2 separate regions of the Triticum aestivum genome follow, and region 2 is linked to region 1. Evidence: chromatin contacts called from public Hi-C data. All regions are on one chromosome and are shown on one strand. Each heading gives the region's core, a stretch centred on a gene start, on an enhancer-like site or on the middle of the called end of the contact. The rest is flanking DNA. Distances are from core to core; before and after follow the strand shown. Region 1 holds the start of LOC123166841 (probable xyloglucan endotransglucosylase/hydrolase protein 25). Region 2 has its middle 12 kb from the start of LOC123168534.

The links. Hi-C and Micro-C count contacts between places; a contact is called where the count stands out from the background.
Region 2: a Hi-C map of leaf shows a contact between it and region 1, with 2.5 times the contacts expected there. The contact joins the enhancer-like site here to the promoter of LOC123166841 in region 1. A contact is called at or near these places in 2 of 5 Hi-C or Micro-C datasets (both in leaf).

The regions. Positions count from the first base shown.
Region 1 is chr7D:539,987,207-539,990,058 of IWGSC CS RefSeq v2.1, reverse strand. LOC123166841 (probable xyloglucan endotransglucosylase/hydrolase protein 25) reads left to right here and starts at 1,426. Exons shown (of 3, transcript XM_044584646.1): 1 at 1,426-1,791; 2 at 1,882-2,075; 3 at 2,179-2,800. The coding sequence starts at 1,531. The coding sequence ends at 2,593.
Region 2 is chr7D:540,183,631-540,186,482 of IWGSC CS RefSeq v2.1, reverse strand. No RefSeq gene overlaps it. Among protein-coding and RNA genes, the nearest start is that of LOC123168534, 12 kb to the right of the region's middle. Within about 2 kb of position 1,487, at least 5 of the 8 cell types and tissues checked have an H3K27ac peak or open chromatin away from gene starts, as enhancers often do. A contact at or near this core is called in leaf, where this site is marked.

The DNA.
Region 1 (2,852 bases), core at 177-2,676:
ATCATCATCCGATCCGGGAGACCCGGATCTAGGGTTTCCGCAGGAACAACTGCCACCTGGAGGAAGAGGGGCACACCATCTGCAACTACCGACGCACCTAAGTGGTGCCGACCACCACATAGCTCTCACGACGACGCCTTCAAGAAGGAGACGGCGCCAAGAGCGTCGTTGCCGCCCTAGGGTTTCATTCGAGAGACCGTGAGGTGAGAAAAGGTAGGTCGGGCCCGAACGACGTCTTCATGAAGAAAAATGGCACCCTCGGGGTTGTCGTCGCCGTCGCGGCCGACAGGAGCCGATCAGGGAATTATCCCAATCTGGATCCCCCACCTCCTGCTCCGTCCCAACCCGGTAACCGGCTAGCAGCACGACCATGTCCGGTAAGGATTGCACGCAACATGAGTTGAAGGAAGGACCAGCTCGGTGTCATTGGCCATCTGGGCAGCAAGCCGCGACACCAACCCGTCGGTGAATCGCCGGCCACCCGGTCCGATCCCCGGCAGCCCACCCGCCCTGCCGCACCACCGGACGGGGAAGGCTCGCCAAAGGGACCATCGTCCCTGATCCATGGATATCAGCCGCCGTACCAGCACCGAGCAGCCGAAGAAGGGCCCGCTTATACTCTTATATCACTTAGAGCATGGTTAATAGTATAGCCAATTGCTGGCTATAAGCAACTTCCATGTCATTTGCAGCCATTGCATGTAGTCACTAATACAATAAGGTTGGCTATTAGACTAGTACTTTTCTTCACCTTCTCTCTTTCTCTTTCATTGTATTTATTACTTTTGCGGAGCACGCATATAGGTAGGCTCTTCATAAAAGCTTATTTCCACCCTTTTTCAACGTATCTCTCCTTCACATAGACAAAAAACACCATGTAGGCGGGCTATAAGCCCACTTTGTACTTGCTCTTATAGTAACATACGAGGAATCTTCACACTCTTCGAGAGGAAGAAAAAGGTCGACAAGAATTGATCGTCCATCCATCCCTGCTTATTCATTTGTTCATACATTATGTAGTTCCTTTTCTTTTCTACTGCCATTTGTGTACAAAACACAAACCATCTCAAAGGCTGTAGATACAGATCCAAGCGACCAATTTTTCTTTTTAAAAAAAATCAATAGATGTTGCACTGCCGCTAGAAATTTGCTATACGTCTCAATCGATTCTTAATGGCTTCTTGCTGTACGTGAGAGCCCATGGCGTCGCCATGTCGGGGCAGTCGGGCGTCCCATTTTCCATCAGAAATTTGGCAGCTACAGTCTACAGAGCCGGCCTGCCTGCTCTGTCTCCTCTCCTCTCCTCTGGCGCCAACTCACACGCATTACACTCCTCTCCGGCCAGTTCGCAGAACCATCCATCCATCCATCGGGCACACCACGCTCATTCATCTCCAAACCCCTATATAAACCCCTCACGCCCCGCTCATTCCACTCACACAAACACAAGCTTCCATCAAGCTTTCTCCTCCTCATCAACCTTCTTCTAGCTAGCTGCTTCAGTGAGCGTGCTTTCGCAGCACGAAACGCATGGCTCGCATGGCGGCGTGGGTGCTAGCGATCCTGCTCGCCTCTTGTGCCTTTGCGTTGGCGACCTTCGACAAGGAGTTCGACGTCACCTGGGGTGACGGGCGCGGCAAGATCCTCAACAACGGCCAGCTCCTCACGCTGGGGCTCGATAAGATCTCCGGCTCCGGGTTCCAGTCCAAGCACGAGTACCTCTTCGGCAAGATCGACATGCAGCTCAAGCTCGTCCCCGGCAACTCCGCCGGCACCGTCACCGCATACTACGTAATTAAGCCGACATCATCTGCTTCTCGATTTGCTTGGTTCATGTGCGTGCCTAACATAACTCGATTGGTTTGGCGTATGAATGTGCAGCTGTCGTCGCAGGGTCCGACGCACGACGAGATCGACTTCGAGTTCCTGGGCAACGTCACCGGCGAGCCCTACACGCTGCACACCAACGTGTTCACGCAGGGGCAGGGCCAGCGGGAGCAGCAGTTCCGCCTCTGGTTCGATCCCACCAACGACTTCCACACCTACTCCATCCTCTGGAACCCAAAGCACATCATGTAACTTGGTTCATCGCCATTGCCCAACCTTCGTTTGTTCTCAGTCTGTGCCTTGTGCAGCACAATCACATGGACTGACCGATCATGGTGTACTTAAATGCAGATTCATGGTGGACGACATGCCGATCAGGGACTACAAGAACCTGGAGGGAAAGGGGATCGCCTTCCCCAAGAACCAGCCGATGCGGCTCTACTCCAGCCTCTGGAACGCCGACGACTGGGCCACGCAGGGCGGCCGCGTCAAGACGGACTGGTCCCACGCCCCGTTCTCCGCCTCGTACCGCGGCTTCAAGGCCGACGCGTGCGTGGTGACCGCGGGAGGCCGGCCGCGCTGCGGCGCCAGCGTCGGCACGGAGGTCGCCCCCGGCACCGGCGCGGCGGGCGAGTGGTACAACCAGGAGCTGGACCTGACGCGGCAGCAGCGGATGCGGTGGGTGCAGAGGAACTACATGATCTACAACTACTGCACGGACCCCAAGCGCGTCGCCAAGGGCGTCCCCGCCGAGTGCTCCATGTAGCCCCTATGTCCACCCAGCAAGCTAGCACTGGAACGTCCGTGTATACATCGATCGCCGGAGAAAGGGGAGATGGGGGCGTCTGTATTGTATGATAAATAAGGACCGGTGTGGGGGATAATGTGAAATGTAGGCGGTGGTGGATCCTTGTGCTCGTTCTTTGTCACGCTCACGCCCACTTCGTGTGTAATATATGCCACTTCTTTGCAACGGCTTGGCTGGATTGTTCGATCGCGGTACGTGTACTGTGCGCTGAACTTAT
Region 2 (2,852 bases), core at 238-2,737, 200 kb before region 1:
GGTGTATCTTGGAATGTGAACATGGTACAGACCATGTTTGCTGCAGATGAAGCTCAGGAGATCTTACAGATTCCTGTGGGAGGCGCCGAGATGGAAGATTACCAGGCGTGGAACTTCACCAAGAATGGGGAGTTTTCGGTTCGGTCGGCTTATCATCTTCGTATGAGTCAGAAACGAGCGCGGTCTGGGAGGCCAGAATCTTCCTCGACGGTGGCGGACCACAAATCGTGGTTGTCTTTGTGGGACACGGTGGCACCTGGGAAAGTTAAAACGCACATGTGGCGAGTCATAAGAAACGGTATTGCGGTTGGATCAGAGCTACAGAGGAGGAAAATTAAACCGGGAGTCTTTCGCGTTGCTTGCGGAAGAGAGGAGACAATTTATCACAGGTCTTGGGGATGCTACCACTCGGTTAAGTTCTGGCAGATAATGCATTCGGAAATGGGGGTGCCGGTGGCGATCCCGCCGGAGTCTTGTAGCCCTCAGGGTGCGTTGTCGAGATGGCTCATGTCATGGTTTGCTGAAGCTTCGGATGATGAACGAGCAGTCATGGTACAGGGAGTTTACGCTCTCTGGCTAGCAAGGAATAATGCCCGAGAGGGACAGCGGGTGGAGGAAGCGGACGCGATAGCGAGGCGAGTTCTTAAGCTAATGGTGGAATGGCAGTCGATACACGGGCGCAGGAGCAAAGCCGGACAAACGAGGACGATAGAGAGATGGAAACCACCGGAAGAAGGATGGGTCAAGGCCAACGTTGATGGTGCGACGGCAAAGACGGGAGATGGAGGAGCTAGTGTGGTCCTCAGAAACCACGATGGTGCGTATATCACAAGTGCTAGCTACTCTCTCCCGAGGTGCAACGATCTAGTGAAAACTGAACTACATGCTTGCCGACGAGCTGCCATCTTCGCAGAAGCACACAATATTCCACGAGTGTTCATTGAGTCGGACTGCAAAGAGATTGTAGGCAAACTGGGAAGCAAATTGAAGGATCTGTCACCTCTAGGGCCGATCGTGGAGGAGGTCAAGAGGATAATGGAGGCAAGGGAGGAGTGGAAGGTTGCATGGGTAAGAAGAGAAGCTAATCGGGCTGCTCATATTTTAGCTAGGGAAGTTGTTTCTAATAATCGTTGCTTGGAGTGGCCGTTTATACCCTCAGACTTTATTTTGCATGTAATTTCGGACGAGATGGAGAGTTGAATAATCTGAGTTTTGAGCTTAAAAAAACACTAACACTGTCAGAGAGGAGCGAAAAACGTGTGGCAATTGATAGTTTTTGGAAACAAACGATTAGACGAGTCGAAAATGCAAAGATGCAGGAGTACGATCGAGTGAGCAAAGCCGACATGAGCGTCGCAGAGTCAGGAACCGAGCAGTGGGGAGGAAACCGACGTCGACGTGTGGTTTTTGCCCTTGCCATGATTACGTACAGCTGGTTGCCATTTGCCAACCGGGTGGGTGCACGCACATCGCCGTACGCCGACGCGCGTCGCCTTCTGCCTGCGCCCCGGCCCACGGCCGTGCGCAGACGGCAGACGCAGGGCCAATCACCACACGATTCCCGTGCGTGCCCCGGCCCACGGCCGTGCGCAGACGGCAGCTGTACCGATTCGTCGGACAGTGTTAGTGTTAAGCGCATGCACCGTTGTTATCAGGTGTGCATGTTTGATGCGGAGGGGCGAATTGACCGTGGGTAAATCAGTGTGCAACTACTGCGAGATTATAACAGCTGCGGAGCGGCAGAAGTGCGGAAGACAAACCTATTTCGATTTTTGGAAAGTGGTGTATCTAGAAACCCTTTTCTCCGGAATTACTTGTCGCACAGATGAATAAAACTGGACGTATCTAAAACTAAAATATGTCTTGATACATCCTTTGTCCGACAAGTATTTCCGGATTGAGGGCTTTTCCCTTTGTTTTAGGCCATAGTCCAGTGTAATCATTGCATTTTGTTGTGCGCTTAAGGCATTTTTAAAGCAGACTCTTAAACCACGCGTAATTATCTGGACCGCGCGGTCTGGACGTGTTGAGCCATCCAACATGGGTTTATATTTGTCCGCTGAGCGGTTCCGACAGCAGCCACTTAGGACTCTGACAAACCCGGCCCAACCAACCCCCCCCCCCCCCCCCCGACCCCGCACGTCCATCCTCCCATTTTCTCGCCTCCAGTCTTTCTCTCTTACGTTCGCCGCCGCTCCACCACCCCTGCCGTCACGCCACACCCCTGCCGGAACTCGACGGGTCCGTCGCCTCCAACGGTACACCCGGCCTCCATGCCGCTTCTCCTCTGCCGGCATTCCACACCTCTAATCCGACCGCCACGCAGGTACCCGCTCCTACAATGCTCACCATGCCCGACAACTGTTTGGTGAATTTGCTTGAGCTAAATATTTTTGTCCCTTCTTCTTTGAAGCAATGGATTCAGATATGGAGTACATATACGAGCACTATGTTGAGTTGTCCGACGGCTTGTCCGGCGGCTTGTCCGACGAGGAGGACTACACAGATGAGACAGCGGTGATGCATGCGGTGCTTGCAGAACCGGACCGTGCTGAGGAGCATGTTCTGAATTTCAAGGGATGGATCAATGGTCATCAAGTGCTCAATCGCAACCAAGCGCGCGACCATTTGACGCTAATGGACGACTACTTTCCCCCCGATGCCGTCTTCGTTGACAACTTTCGCTGCCGCTTGAGGGTGCGCAAATATCTTCGATCGTCTCTACCATGGCGCCCTTTCCATTGATGACTTGGAAGGATTGGATTTCTTGGTTACCAAAAGTGCATGGCCGCACTAGGAAGCTTGCATATGGCACGTCCGCTGATTCGTGGGACGAGTACCTACGGATGTCC